Linked DNA regions of Mus musculus: regions 1, 2, 3 and 5 are each linked to region 4. A link is a contact called in public HiCAR-type, HiChIP or PLAC-seq and promoter capture Hi-C data. All regions are on one chromosome and are shown on one strand. Each heading gives the region's core, a stretch centred on a gene start, on an enhancer-like site or on the middle of the called end of the contact. The rest is flanking DNA. Distances are from core to core; before and after follow the strand shown. Region 1 has its middle 13 kb from the start of Gm41424. Region 2 has its middle 170 kb from the start of Gm41424. Region 3 has its middle 140 kb from the start of Gm41423. Region 4 holds the start of Snai2 (snail family zinc finger 2). Region 5 overlaps Ube2v2 (ubiquitin-conjugating enzyme E2 variant 2).

Evidence for each region. Promoter capture Hi-C pulls out the DNA fragments that hold promoters and counts their contacts. HiCAR-type assays count read pairs that join an accessible place to other places. HiChIP or PLAC-seq counts read pairs in DNA pulled down with a chosen protein or histone mark.
Region 1: a contact with region 4 is called in a HiCAR-type map of astrocytes, with 6 times the contacts expected there. The contact joins the enhancer-like site here to the promoter of Snai2 in region 4. A contact is called at or near these places in 13 of 39 promoter capture datasets (the 3T3-L1 cell line, 3T3-L1-derived adipocytes, cranial neural crest and 8 more), 3 of 15 datasets of contacts at CTCF or cohesin (the NIH/3T3 cell line, large pre-B cells and pro-B cells), 6 of 484 Hi-C or Micro-C datasets (cortical neurons, cranial neural crest, liver and 2 more), 9 of 115 datasets of contacts at active chromatin or transcription factors (the NIH/3T3 cell line, astrocytes, embryonic hindbrain and 5 more) and 2 of 9 other capture datasets (adipose tissue and embryonic stem cells).
Region 2: a contact with region 4 is called in an H3K4me3 HiChIP or PLAC-seq map of embryonic limb bud, with 7 times the contacts expected there. The contact joins the enhancer-like site here to the promoter of Snai2 in region 4. A contact is called at or near these places in 16 of 39 promoter capture datasets (the 3T3-L1 cell line, 3T3-L1-derived adipocytes, cancer-associated fibroblasts and 9 more), 1 of 15 datasets of contacts at CTCF or cohesin (embryonic stem cells), 11 of 484 Hi-C or Micro-C datasets (the C2C12 cell line, cerebral cortex, cortical neurons and 6 more), 10 of 115 datasets of contacts at active chromatin or transcription factors (the NIH/3T3 cell line, craniofacial prominence, embryonic fibroblasts and 4 more) and 2 of 9 other capture datasets (adipose tissue and embryonic stem cells).
Region 3: an H3K27ac HiChIP or PLAC-seq map of embryonic fibroblasts shows a contact between it and region 4, with 16 times the contacts expected there. The contact joins the enhancer-like site here to the promoter of Snai2 in region 4. A contact is called at or near these places in 11 of 39 promoter capture datasets (the 3T3-L1 cell line, 3T3-L1-derived adipocytes, the C10 cell line and 5 more), 1 of 15 datasets of contacts at CTCF or cohesin (the NIH/3T3 cell line), 13 of 484 Hi-C or Micro-C datasets (the 3T3-L1 cell line, 3T3-L1-derived adipocytes, the C2C12 cell line and 5 more) and 9 of 115 datasets of contacts at active chromatin or transcription factors (the NIH/3T3 cell line, cardiomyocytes, embryonic fibroblasts and 6 more).
Region 5: a contact with region 4 is called in a promoter capture Hi-C map of trophoblast stem cells, with 15 times the contacts expected there. The contact joins the enhancer-like site here to the promoter of Snai2 in region 4. A contact is called at or near these places in 13 of 39 promoter capture datasets (the 3T3-L1 cell line, 3T3-L1-derived adipocytes, HPC-7-derived erythroid cells and 9 more), 3 of 15 datasets of contacts at CTCF or cohesin (the NIH/3T3 cell line, large pre-B cells and pro-B cells), 5 of 484 Hi-C or Micro-C datasets (cortical neurons, liver, myocytes and 1 more), 8 of 115 datasets of contacts at active chromatin or transcription factors (the NIH/3T3 cell line, embryonic limb bud, embryonic stem cells and 3 more) and 2 of 9 other capture datasets (adipose tissue and embryonic stem cells).

The regions. Positions count from the first base shown.
Region 1 is chr16:15,540,770-15,543,469 of GRCm38.p6, reverse strand. No RefSeq gene overlaps it. Among named protein-coding and RNA genes, the nearest start is that of Gm41424, 13 kb to the right of the region's middle. Within about 2 kb of position 1,354, at least 8 of the 459 cell types and tissues checked have an H3K27ac peak or open chromatin away from gene starts, as enhancers often do. A contact at or near this core is called in astrocytes, where this site is marked.
Region 2 is chr16:15,358,290-15,360,989 of GRCm38.p6, reverse strand. No RefSeq gene overlaps it. Among named protein-coding and RNA genes, the nearest start is that of Gm41424, 170 kb to the left of the region's middle. Within about 2 kb of position 1,414, at least 13 of the 459 cell types and tissues checked have an H3K27ac peak or open chromatin away from gene starts, as enhancers often do. A contact at or near this core is called in embryonic limb bud, where this site is marked.
Region 3 is chr16:15,252,203-15,254,902 of GRCm38.p6, reverse strand. No RefSeq gene overlaps it. Among named protein-coding and RNA genes, the nearest start is that of Gm41423, 140 kb to the right of the region's middle. Within about 2 kb of position 1,397, at least 63 of the 459 cell types and tissues checked have an H3K27ac peak or open chromatin away from gene starts, as enhancers often do. A contact at or near this core is called in the C2C12 cell line, the NIH/3T3 cell line, embryonic fibroblasts and 5 more, where this site is marked.
Region 4 is chr16:14,704,413-14,707,112 of GRCm38.p6, reverse strand. It overlaps Snai2 (snail family zinc finger 2), which reads right to left and starts at 1,261. Exons shown (of 3, transcript NM_011415.3): 1 at 1,061-1,261; 2 at 1-402. The coding sequence starts at 1,139.
Region 5 is chr16:15,564,304-15,567,096 of GRCm38.p6, reverse strand. All of the region lies in intron 3 of Ube2v2 (ubiquitin-conjugating enzyme E2 variant 2), which reads left to right. Among named protein-coding and RNA genes, the nearest start is that of Ube2v2, 29 kb to the left of the region's middle. Within about 2 kb of position 1,381, at least 2 of the 459 cell types and tissues checked have an H3K27ac peak or open chromatin away from gene starts, as enhancers often do. A contact at or near this core is called in trophoblast stem cells, where this site is marked.

The DNA.
Region 1 (2,700 bases), core at 105-2,604, 840 kb before region 4:
ATCTAATCTGATCCATATAGCTCTGGGAAATGTCCAGAGCCTAATTACCTTTTCTAAAAACACAAAGACAAAACCTTTCTCCTAAATCAGTATATCCTTGAGCCAGTAACCAGAAAAACCATTATTTTGACCTCTTTCCCAGAGGAATAATATAACCACAAAACTCAAAATCACATCCATTTTGAAAATTAAAACAATCCAGAACAAAAGAATTAAACTAAAATATTTTATATACCTATTCTTAGGCTTTTTCTATTTTGCTATGCCAGGAAATTAACCCAAAATTCCCATGGAGCCCATATTCAAAGAATATGAGTTAGTTGTCCTGCAGACGTCATTATACCATCTTTAAAACAATTGATTCACATTTTTATCTATATCTGTTCATGAGCAGGCAGCTTGTCAAACCAGGATTTACTAAAAATTTCCATGGAGGCCAGGTTAGACAGAATTTGAGTATCCTGAAAGACTTATTAGAGCAATATATATATTTTTACCATCTTTAAAGCAATTAATTCAAACTTTCACTAATATCTGCCTATAGGAAGCAGGTAGTTTTTACTTCTGAGCAGGCAGCCATCCTGTTATACTTCTATCTGTTGGGCTCTCTACCTGGAGCCACAGACATTTATTAATACCTGTTCATATCAGGCAATTATCACTGCCCTCTCTACTTTAAGTCAGTGACTAATTTTCCCTATCCTAGTTCCTAACCGTGGGCAAAATTTCCCATGTGATTCGGACAAAATCTATACATAAATCTATCCTAAAAGCAAATAATTTCAATTTAAAAAATTCACAGTTAAATCATTATCTGCCCCAAGATGTAGGCAGCTTCCATTCTACAGCTTTCTGACTCAGAGCAGTCATCTTGTCTCTTTCCACAGCAGGGGACCTCAGAGCCCTCTTTCTTTGTTTCAATGTTCCTGCCCTTGAGTTCACGTGACTTGTCCCAGTGCCACCTTTCTCTCACTTAGAAAATAAACTCTAGGGGCTGGCGAGATGGCTCAGTGGTTAAGAGTCCCAAGTTCAAATCCCAGCAACTACATGGTGCCTCACAACATCCGTAACAAAATCTGATGCCCTCTGTAGTATCTGAGGACCACTACAGTGTACTTACATATAATAAATAAATAAATCTTAAAAAAGAAAAAAAGAAAATAAACTCTAACTCTCAAGCTAATAATTTAAAATTTCTAGTGGATTCTCGCCTAACACGTTGATTCACTACATGTTGCAGGAAATAATTAAAAAAATGAATCTACACTATTGTTGGCAAGGCACCAGTGGGTAAGCCGGCCAGCCAGGCCCTGGCAGGGAATGGCTGGTCTGTTCTCATCTTGTGGAGACTCTCTGACTCAGAGCTCCAAAATTTCTCCACCCAGCTCATTAAGTTCCCACTGGCAGGTCATTAACATGCCAGCCCATGCTTCAAAACTCCCACGGCCTTTTGTGGTGCACTTCTGACAAACCCACACTTCGCCATTGTACCTTTCTCTCTGGAACCCAGTTGAGCCACTGCATGAAGGAAAACACCACACAAACTTAGTTCAGAATCAATGGTAACTCAATCACTGGGCACATCAACTAGACTCTTAATCTTGTAAGCCATATTAAATCTAAGTGCTCCTGTGGTGAATCTGCCAGAATTCACATCTAAACTGGTAGACTCTAGTAGCTACATTTTGTCCTCTCTGCTGTCCCTGTCTAAATGCCAGAACTTGTTTGTTTTCTTGCTTACAAGATTTTCTGTGCAGCCAAATAAAAGCTGACCAGCTTTCTTTATGTCCTCATATACTGACATTATCATTTTAGATTGAGTTGAGTTTTGTAAATTAATTTTTTTCTATATAGTCTCCCTATGGTGGGTAGCTTTAGCCCTTTAGCTATCCTTTGCTGGGGAGTACTGTGGATTGAAACAAGTACATCAATTTCTCTGTTGGCAGATAGGCTAGGTGGTCTTGTGTTTGCAGATCTCTAGGACTTTTCCTCAGCAAGTGAGTTGGGCTGGTGTCTTAGTGTTCTGTTGCTATGAAGAAACACCATGACCATGGCAACTCTTACAAAAGTAAGCATTTCAACTCATTGTCTTCCATGTTCCTATAGTCTGGTCCATTAAGCCCCACTTAATGTATAACTGCTTTTCTAGTCCAAAGTTTTAAAGTCCACATTCTGCCAATAAGCATCATGGTCAGGCCTATCACAGCAATACCACACTCCCTGGTACCAACTTTGGTCTTAGTGCCTTATTGCTGTGGAGATACACCATGATCACAGCAACTCACAAAGCATTATGTTGGGTACACTTTGGTGATACAGCTGCCTTTGAGTCATTTCTGCTCCCCAATAAAATTCATGATCTGCCAAGTTGGACTTTGGTGGTATCTATACACTGGGTGATTAGATGTATGTGCTGCATCTCACCAGGTAGTTTTGTTACACATCATAATTGGTGCCTGAACAGGAACCCAACAAAACCAAAGATAAGTTGGGGAGGAATGAGTGGATGTATAGTCTTGACTATAGGTAGCAAGAGATGCAACTGAGGCTGAGAAGCCAGGGTAGGGAGCATCTGTGGAGGAAAGTCCCATAGACTTGTCTTTTCCTGTATGGTGTGTGCTAGTGTGCCTTCATACTGAGGCAGCACTTGCTATGGGTGGTGAAACAGGCAACTAAGGTTGAGCCATCAGGAATAGGAGT
Region 2 (2,700 bases), core at 165-2,664, 650 kb before region 4:
CTCACTATTGTGAAAGAGGAAATTCTATGTTTGGAACAACATGCATGAATCTGAAGTTTGCCAGGCATAGAAGAAGAAATCATTTCACTTATTCATAGACTCCAAAAATGTGGAACTTACAAAAATAGTAGAAGAGTAGTTAGTAGGAGTCAGGGAGTGAGAGAAATGTAGAGATATTGGCTTAAGGGTCTGAACAATCTAATGTAAATATAACAGGGATCTAATAGTTTTCATTGTGAGTGTAGTAATTAAAACTGAGTCATATGCTTGAGATTTATGCAAATATCAAGTCTCAGATGTTCTTTGCACACACACACACACAACACACTCACACACACACACATTATACTAGGTAATAGATTTATCTACTATCCTAATTGTGGTAATGATTTAAAATATACATGTATTTGTAATGAATTGGTTGCATACTTTCAATTTTGTCAATTATATACCCCCTAAAAAACTGGAAAAATGGAATGAATGCCTCATTGAAAGACATGGGGAGCTTGGGCTGTTAAGTAAAATAGTAAGTCAAAAGTCCATTGGGGTCTATGTAGTCTTAAGACCTTTTGTCTCCCTATCCTTTCTCCTTTACTCTTTCCCTTCTTCCTCAGTGCTTGACAGTGATGGTGCACAGACCTGTCTATGATAGACAACTGCTTTATTATTGAGTTCTTGGGTTTTTGAAACAGTGTTGTTTTATTAGCTGAGGCTGGCCTGGAATGCACTTTGGAGCCCAGACTGGCCTCAAATTCATGTTCTTCCTGTTTCTATCATTCAAATTGTGAGATTACAGGAATATGTCACCAGGCCCAGCCACAGCCTTCCCCTTAAAGTTGGGTAATTGAGGAGGATCGAAAGGCATTTTTCAAGCACATGCTAAGGACCTGCTCCATTTCTAACACTCTACTGGGGGCTCGCTCTTTAAGTAGATAAGAAGGCTGTAGCTTTCATCTTGGGTAGTAGAAATGGCTCAATTTATGCTACTTGTGTTTTTGCCCCTCATTAGTCCATTTATTAACAATGCAGACATTTATTATACTCTCCTCTTATTTTGTGAAGCCCTGCAAATGTCTGTGAAACACATTCACATAACACCAGGTATGATGAGAAAAGCGGAAGCCAGGGCAATAACAAGATTTTAGGTCGCTCTGCATACCCATGTCCTTGCTTAATTCCATCCATTCTAGTAGACTATAGGGTTCTTCTCTCTGAGGGCCCAGGTGTTGTTTAAAGAGATCACTGTAGTGAGTTTTGGTTTGCACTGTGAAGTCTGATATAGATTAGTGAAATGGCATGAGTGCCAACTGGCTGGCTATAACAAGCCACACAAAAAGGATCTTGTAAACTCCTCTTTCAAGGCTCAGTCCTCACAACTATACTGACTCAGCAACAACACGTGAGCCAGCACAGAGTCCTATTCATAAAGCTGTGTGTTTGGAAGGGAGGTCCACAGCCTCTAAAAGCAAGCATGGAGACAGTGACATCATAATGGTCTTTATTATTTCAGGTTAGGCTGACACCTCCTAAATCATTGAGGCAACAGGTAGATTTTTCCACTTGGGCAAAGTCTTCTTTCTTTCCAAAGCTGGATGACTGAGAGGTGTTACGAATGCACATTCCTCAGAGTAACAGTGTGGTTGAAATAAAGATCCACATGACTCCGATTTCATTTCATTTTGTTTGTATTCCACTTCAGTAGTTAAGTGTGTAAATTTTTATAAAGCACAGGCAGGGCCAAGGTTACATACAGACTTTCCTTGTGGCTAGAATGATCAAGACCTGAAGAATATCTTAGGACATTTTACCCTAAGGCCTCCTTTTGCACAAGAAATTCCCATTTATGGTGGCCTTTACATGCAAGTCAAGGGCCACACCAAAACATGTAGAAGTTATGTCCTGATTCTTCCTCCCAGCCCCATGCTCCCAGAAATAAGATTCAGACTCAAAATAAATTTGCAGATACCTTGGATATATAGCTAGGTTTTTCTCTTATTAGATAATAACTTAAATTATTTCATTTATTTTAATCTACATTCAGCCATGTGGCTGATTACATGTACTCAGGTACCATGTGACCATCTTGTTACATTTCCCCAGGTGATTCTTTCTGACTGGGTTTATCCCAGAATTCTTTCTGCCTCATGGATATCCCACCTCCCATTTTTTGCTTAAGTCATAAGCCATAGGCTTTTCATACAACACACAAGATAGTCTCTCTACAAATACAAATCAGTTTACTAAGAATATAGAACATTTACTCATGGGTTGATGAAGGTTGAGTTTTCCTTTAAAGTTATGATGGATGGGCTTGGTAAACTCAGTTTGAGGAAGAAGGTAGACAGGAGAAAATGATGAGGACTTGCTAGGAAGTGCCTAAAATGCTAATAGTTGGAGGTCTGAGTGCTCATGTACATGTATGTACATGTGCATATATGTGTACATGGTATAAGTGTTTATGTGTGCATATATTCATATATATATATATATATATATGCAAATACTTGTATATGTTAATATTTGTACCCACACATGTTTGTATATATGTAGGTGGATAAATGCAGAATATTTGAAGAGGTGTGGGTGTGAGTGGGGTGTAGAAGTTGAATCAGCACACCTTTCAAATATTTAGGTGCATGTTAAGACTTAAATAATTAAAATTTTTATTTGCATATATAAACCATCTAAGACACATACATA
Region 3 (2,700 bases), core at 148-2,647, 550 kb before region 4:
AATACCATGTGACCACACAGTCAGCTAGATTTATAGCCATGAGACCAGAAGTAGTGGCGAGAGCCAGTGGAGGATTTCGAAACACACAGTGTTCCCCACTAAAGTTATAAGTTTTGCTTTGCTGGGCATTATCTTGTACTTTGTTGGTTTAAATGAAAGTTTCTTTCAAGTTGTTTAAATTCAAATGCCAGGGTCCAGTTGAGGCCAGTAATTATGGAGAAAACCATCATTAGGCAGAAATTTAAGTTTCAAGTCCACAAACATACAAATAGTAATTGGTACTGAGCTGCTGCCTTGGATAGGCAGAATAAATGCCCTCAATTGCTATCAAAAGGAAAATTCCCAAGGATTTCTGCAAGTTTTTATGTTATTTGAAGTATGTAATGATATTGTTTTAATACACTCCTCACTTAACTCCAAACACCGTTGGGGTTGCTCTGGTGCTGCTGTGTTCAAATACTAAATTCTATACCCCAAGATCTGGTTACCCCAAAAGGAGCAAATTCTCATGTATACCAGCTTTTGTTGTTCAAACCTTGCTTCTTAATTTAAAACTATTGGTTAAATAAAACTGGTGACAGCCAATTACTGGAGGAAATAGAGATAGGTGGGTTTTAAGTTACCTGGCTGGGGGGTCACAGTAGGAGAAAAGGGAGAAGGGGAAATAAGAGAGGAGGTAAAGAGAGGAGGAGGCAGCCATGAGAAAAGATGGACCATGTGCATGTGCCCAGGAGAAACACCAAGTAACATGGGATATGTGGCTGGGATGTAAGTTATAATAGCTCAAAACCTGTCCAACCTAGGCTTACAACTTGTAAATAAATACCTGGATTGTGTGTCCTTCATACAGAATATATAATTCCTATTATAAAACAGACTACAGTTGATGAAGAGTTCTGTAGAAGCTGGTTGTAATACTGCATTTAATGTTTATATTATGTACACATCCATGTATCTGTCTATCTGTTTAATAGAAAAGAACCATAAATTTGCAAAAAAAACAAAACCAAAACAAAAACAAAAAACAAAACAAAACAAAAAAACTGTGTTGGATCACACAGAAAAGGGTCTCTAATACAGCTCTACATTAGGTGCTATTATTCCATTAAGATGTTTAGAATTTTCAAAATAGAATTACATTTTTGGTGTTTTTCCTTCTCCGGCTTGCCCCCTACTGAAACTAAAAACTATATGCTAAAAAGCATAATTCTGAAGTTTATAGATACATTAAATCTGCTAAAGTTTTCTAGCCTTGATTTTCAAAGTTAAATGAGAATCTTGCCAAATGCCTAGGGTGGCAGACAAGGAAGGAAAGAGAACTGTAGCCCATAGACTGTGGGAAAGATGAGTGTCACTTTCGGGGGTTCTATATATAGGCATCAACACATGGTCATCACTGGTGACCTAGTGGTACACAGCCTTGACTTATGGGAGAATTCTGCTGGCGACCTCATGTTCAACCCTTAAGTGACCAGAAGAATTCAAAGCTTTTCCTCCAGACTATTTATTTGTAGCAAAAGCTTTGCCTCCGGTTAGAGCATAAACTGAACTAGATTTCCCTCATGAGTATAATGCAAAGATCCTGGAAATGTGCCACAGTGCATTTTGGTGAGCTTGCTGCACTTCACTGGGATCAGCAGAGACTCTCCTCTCACTGACATAAACATGCCAGAGCTTCTGGGTCCTTGCTCAGAGCTTCCAGGCCCAACTCCTGTAGCCACTGAAGGCCTCCCACGCCAAGCTGTGTGAAGTCATCAGACAATCCTGGTGGTTCTTTTTATTTTCCCTGATGAAAACTAAACATTCTCATGTTTCCCTTGGCTTGAAAGTCTCTTCCATTCAGCGCTCTAGGCTGGCCTGGCTGCTGTGTATGCACATGACACCCAGTGCATGTTTTGCAGGTTGCTCTTTACAGATGTGAAGGGTAGCAGGGTTTGCCTGCATTAGGGGGGTACTACTCTCAGGTTCTGCCAGCATTGTGAGATCCACCCAGGCCCCATACGCACTGCTCACAATTACATGCCACCCTCACAGACTACTTGTAAGGTGCTGGCAGCACCCCCTACTCCCATTCCTAATAAGGCAACGGATGCACGGAGCAGTTGGAGGTTCTGAGCACAACTTCTTATAAAAATAAAACAAAACAGTGAAGAGAAGATTTAAATACAGAGCTACGCTGATCTATTTAGTGTTCCTTTTAAAGTGCTCTGCTTCTCATGGAGAAGAAAAGGCAGTGAGTGAGGTTGATAAAATGACTAGATCTGTCCTGCCACATAAGTTCTGTTCCTAAAAGTCTATACACTTACCCACTATATCACTTTCATTCTCAGCATTATTATAACATCAGTTTATTTTGTGGATGGTAATATAAAAATTGTAGTAATAAGAAAAAAGATATGAATGTGAGAAAGATACCAAGGAGAGGGTCTGATAGCCGGTGGCTCATTTGTGTCTCAGAAAGGTGTCACATGGCTTGGAGCCCATGATAAATGCTATACCCTTTTCTTTATGTAGGACAGAGATGATACTCCACTTTCCCACATAGCTTCATACAAGCAAGCCCAGGCTCAGGAGGACCTAGTGCTAAGGCTGCACTTCTCTGGGGACACCTCTAGATGCCCCAATGTTCCAGCCAGTGGAGAAACTGTGGCAGTTACAAAAATATGACTTACTGGAGAAATATGGATCTCATTTATGTCA
Region 4 (2,700 bases), core at 12-2,511:
TGAACGATTTCCTAGACTGGGCATCACAGTGCAGCTGCTTGTGTTTGGCCAGCCCAGAGAACGTAGAATAGGTCTTATTGCATAAATTGCACTGAAACTTCTCAGCTTCGATGGCATGGGGGTCTGAAAGCTTGGGCTGCAGTCTCTCCTCTTCGTCACTAATGGGACTTTCTGAACCACTGTGATCCTTGGATGAAGTGTCAGAGGAAGGCGGGGGACTTACACGCCCCAAGGATGAGGAGTATCCAGTAAGAGGAGAAAGGCCACTGGGTAAAGGAGAGTGGAGTGGAGCTGCCGACGATGTCCATACAGTAATAGGGCTGTATGCTCCCGAGGTGAGGATCTCTGGTTTTGGTATGACAGGTATAGGGTAACTTTCATAGAGATATGGGGAAATAATAACTGGAAGAAAGAAAAGGAAGGAAAGAAAAAATTAAGGCAAAATATTTTTAAAATATATGTACACAGTCTGAGAGAGACCATAACAACATGCAGGAGACTCCATAGGAGACTCTCTAGTGAAGACAGCCTTACTCACAGGACACACATAAAGTCTTCCCTTCACCTGGGCTTACTGTCCTCGTGCAGGCTGACAGTTGCCCTGACTAACCTTCATTCTGGACTAGCCTTGCTGTCCCAATTTAGAACGAAGAACTAGACACTATATTAAAACTTTTTATAAAGTTGCTTTTCATTTTATGCGTGGGCTGTTCTAGCTGTACCGTGCCTGTGGCGGGTAATGGCATGCACGAATCCAGCTGCTTTCCCAAGTGCTTGGCTTCAGGAGATTGCTGCTCAGGCGAGGGGAAGGGTGCGATCACGTCCGTGCACTCCTTTTGCGTACACACAGGCTCAGAGAACTATACTGCCCGACCGGAAGGAAGCTTTCCTTGTCAGCAAAGATCTCAAAGGTTTTGAATTAAAACTTAACCTAAGTAATCAAGAGACTGCAAGGACAGTTTTGGCACAGCATTAAAAGGAAAGCGGCCCGGTGTGTTCTCTGAGTCAAGCAATAGAACCGCGGTTTACTCGCGCACAGATTTACAGAGGCGATTTTTACCTGTGTGTGTGTCCAGTTCGCTGTAGTTGGGCTTCTTGGAGGCGTTGAAATGTTTCTTGACCAGGAAGGAGCGCGGCATGGTGGCTGCGGGCGGGCGCGGGCGGATAACGGTCCAGGCGGCGGTCCTATAGCATCGCGGTGGCTCAGGTGCGGCGGGGGACAGGCAGGCGCCTCTGAAGTCACCCGGCTCCCTGCCCGACTGAGCTCCTCTGGGCGGGGAGGCGCCTTCTCCGTTGCTTTTTCTAGAAGTAACCAATCACAGCCAAGAGGTTCAGATTTCAGCTCCTCCTTCTGGAACAGCTGTGAATAGAGGAAGACTCTGTTGTCAGACTAAATTTTTCTGGTTCAAAATGGGCTGCTCATGGCATTTCAGTGGAGGCTCAAAATACATTAAATGTTTTCAAGAAAGGAAATCTCGGTTCTTGAGCACTGGGGAAACGTGTTTCCGCTAGGTGACCTACGGCGACTTGGCTTCCAGATGTGGGCAGTGCCTGGCAAGGCGAGGGCGGGAAGGAAGGGCGGCCCTCCGGACTGGGACCGCGCAGCCCCTAGTGGCCAGAGAGTCTATATTTGGAAGTTGCGTCTGGAGGGGGGTTATTGCACACAAGCAGCTGTAGGCTCTGGCTTTTGGGAAAGGAAGGTAAAGGCTCCCCGCAGCTGCCACAGCAGGTCTAGGGCGGCGTGCCAGAAAGTTAACTTGCTGATCGCTGCGTTAGACACTTGAAAGTAAAGCCTTACAGCCTACCCCAGGAACTGGAAGAGTGTAAAGATAAAAGGGAAGGCTGGTGCAGACTCCGACAATAGGCAAACTCTGGAAGAAGTATGGAAAGTTCTGATGAAGACATGTGACAAGACTTCCTCCCTTTGTAGCGCATGGTATTTTAGAGAAAGAAAAAAAAATATGAATCTCTACTGACAATTCTTAGTGTCTGCCGTTACTTAGTGGTGTTTTCTTTAGTCTTCAAAAGCCTCCCCCTTCCTCACGCCACATCCCTGGTTTGCATTAAAAGATGGGGTAAAGGATTCTTTTGCCAAGTTCTTTGACTGGCAGTTTAGGTAGTCCAGTAGCCAGCCGGTCACTTCACTTGCATTTGCACATAGGGGTAGGTGTAAAAATACTCCGAAGTGATTCATTTTAAAAGTGCAGTTTTCACTGTGCCCACAGGCAACTCTGTTTATTTCAATGTTACCCTGACTCTTCCCAACAAAATTGCAGAATCCAATTCCCCCACCTCCCCACCCCAAGACAACTAACTTTTTTTTCGTAACAGGTGCTGGAAGAAAACAGCGGAAACAGAATACCACCAGCGATGTTGAGACTTGCAAGAGAAAAGTGCATTGTCAAGCAGCATAACTTCTTAATCTGGGGATGAGAAAACGGGCGTGTGAGCGGGGGAGGGGGAAACCCGCAGACTTCCTGGGTTAATTTCAATGATTCCTCTTTCTCTTTACAATAGTCACTGATTTCAATGTCAAATACAGAAAGATATTTATATGAATCCTTAAACTAAGGGAACTGAATCTGCAGGTGACAAGAAAACAAGAAAATGTATTAGATTTCTTTCTAAGCTACCATGAGTATGGATCAGAGCTGGAGTCTGAGTTGACCTATTTCTAGTGGGTTTGCTCAGATTTAGACA
Region 5 (2,793 bases), core at 132-2,631, 860 kb before region 4:
TCTGGGGAGCACACCTAGCAATGGGATGTGTGTTGAACCGCAAGGCTTAGAGTTGTGTCAGTGTCCGTTCCACTAGCTGTGCAGAAGAGTATTTCATTGGGGGCTGGAGAGATGGTTCAGAGTTTACCAGAGGACCTTAGTTCAATTCTCAGCACCCACGTGGTAGCTCATGACCATCTATGATGGGATCTGGTGTCTTCTTCTGGCTTGCAGGCGTACACTGAAGCAGAATGCTGTATACATAAGTAAATTCATAAATCAATCTTAAAGAAAAAGTTTTTCATTAATGTACTTTCTCAAAAAACCTTTTTATTGTCATTTGGGATTTGAAGATACAAAAGCAAAAACTGATTTAATTCTTGGATATAGATGTGAGTTTACAGGGGTGGAAATAATTAAGATAAATGTATTAGATTCCAAGTTTTTTCTTGATTGATATAGATTTTGTTGTTTTGTTCTTGTTTTTGTTTGAGATGAGGTCTTGCCTTGTAATCCAGGCCCAGTTGGAACAGGTGATGTACCACTATAATTGGCTGGATAGTTATTTTTACAACTGGTAAATAGAATTTCAGATTAACTGTTACTAATTGGGCAACGATAGTTTTATGTATTTTGAGGCTAATTCATATTACATATACAAGTAGTCATAGTGGGTGTTACAGTAATGTGGTTTTTACTTAGTAAAATTTTCTTGTCTGTGGTTACACTGTATGGTGTTACAGAGTTTCATTTTGTAAGGTCTCAAGTTTTAGAGATTATATTATACACTGACAAGGTGCAGATTTTGATATGATGGAATATTTATTTTCTTGTTTTGTTTGTTTGTTTGTTTGTTTGTTTGAGACAGAGTTTCTTTGTGTAGTCCTGGCTGTCTTTGAACTCACTCTGTAGACCACCTGCCTCTGCCTCCCGAGTGCTGGGATTAAAGGCGTGCGCCACCAATGGCGGAATATTTATTTTCTTATATTCTATTTTCTTCTTCCGTACTTCAATGTTGACTTGAATGTACAATATAGGGCAGATCCAGTTCTATGGTCACTCATATAGTAGTGGGTCAACATGGTTTGGTTTCTTAAAGCGTTTTGAGCCTGTTACAGCTGTGAAACCACCCATAATTTCTTGCCACAAAGACCTCTTCATAGGACAGTTAGCAACAAAACTTGATGTTTGTCTGAGAAGCAAGAGAATAAAAGCTGATAGAGACAAGATGGGCTTGCCTTAGGGTTTTTACTGTCGTGGTGAAACACGATGACCAAAAGAAAGTTCTGTTCCATATAACAGATAATAAATCATCTAAGGCTTTCAGGTCAGGAACCTGGAGGCAGGAGCTGATGCAGAGGCCCTGGAAGAATGCTGTTTACTGTCTGTCTACATGGTTTGCTCACTCTGCTTTCTTATAGAACTCAGTACTATCAGCCCCAGGGATAGTACTGCCCACAGTGAGCTGGGCCCTCCCCCATCAATCCCTAAGAAAATGTCTTGTAGGCTTACCTACAGCCTGATCTTTTTGAAGCATTTTTTCACTTCAAGCTGCCCCCTTTCAGATGACTATATAGCTTGTGTCAAGTTGACATAAAAACTAGCCAGCATAGAACTCTTTAAGTCTTGAAGTTAGAAGTGACATTTAAACATTGTATACATTAGAAGATAGTTACATGCAGAAATGATAATAAGAGCCAGAGATAATCTGGAAGTGGGACTAGGTTTATGGCTTAGATTCTGGTACTGATATCAAAGGGTTTATACTTAATCTCCAACTATATTGAGGTATAAACATTCATTTTATATATAGCTCTGTCTAAAAATTTTAAAAGAAGTATGTTTTAAGTTAATTTGTATATTAATATGCATGTGTGTAGTTTATTTGTACTCTTACCACAGCACACAATGAGGTCAGGGGACACATTTCAGGAGTTGCTTTTCTTTTCATCATATGGGTCATGGAGATTGAACTTAGGACAAAAAGTGCCTTTACCTACTGAGCCATCTTGCCAGCTCCAGGGAACTATTAAATCATAGGCCTGTCCATATGCAGATGGAGAGCTTCAAATAGGAGTAATGAAACATTGAGAGACATCTTACCAGCTCCCTGCCTGCCTGTATCTACTTTAGTCTATACATTCATATACATTTATTATATTATAATTGGGTTAACTTTTTATTATTTAGTTGTAAGAGTTTTTCAAATACTGGGGAAATGGTATATATTACACATTTAATTTGTTAGTACTTTGTTCTATTCTCTGTGTTTTTTTTTCCTCCTTTATTGATGGTGTACAGTGCATTCGCTACAGTACATTCGATTTTAGTTTGGTGCTTTGTTTTGAGATAGGACATTAAAGTATTGTCCACACTGCTGTGTTTTTTTTTTTTTTTTTTTTAATTCACTTTACATTCTGATCAATGACTGCCTGCCCCCCTGCTCCTCCTCTGCCAGAGTCCCTTTCCTTAATTTCCCTCCTCTTTTCTGGTGAGAGAATGAAGGCTCCCCGTAGATGTCCACCCTCCCATCCCCTGACACACACACACATCATTTCTGCAGGACTAGGAGCTTCTACTGAGAACAAACAAGGTAACCAAGTTTGCTGAACAGATTCCACAGGCAGGCAACAGCTTTAGGGATAGCCATCACACATTGTTTGGGACCCACATGAAGACCGAGCTGCACATCTCTTTTCATATATGTGGGGTTGGGGGCCTAGGTTCAGATTGTATATGTATGCTCTTTGGTTCAGTCTCTGAGACTCCCAAGGGTCCAGGCTACTTGACACTTTTGGTCTTTCTGTGGAGTTC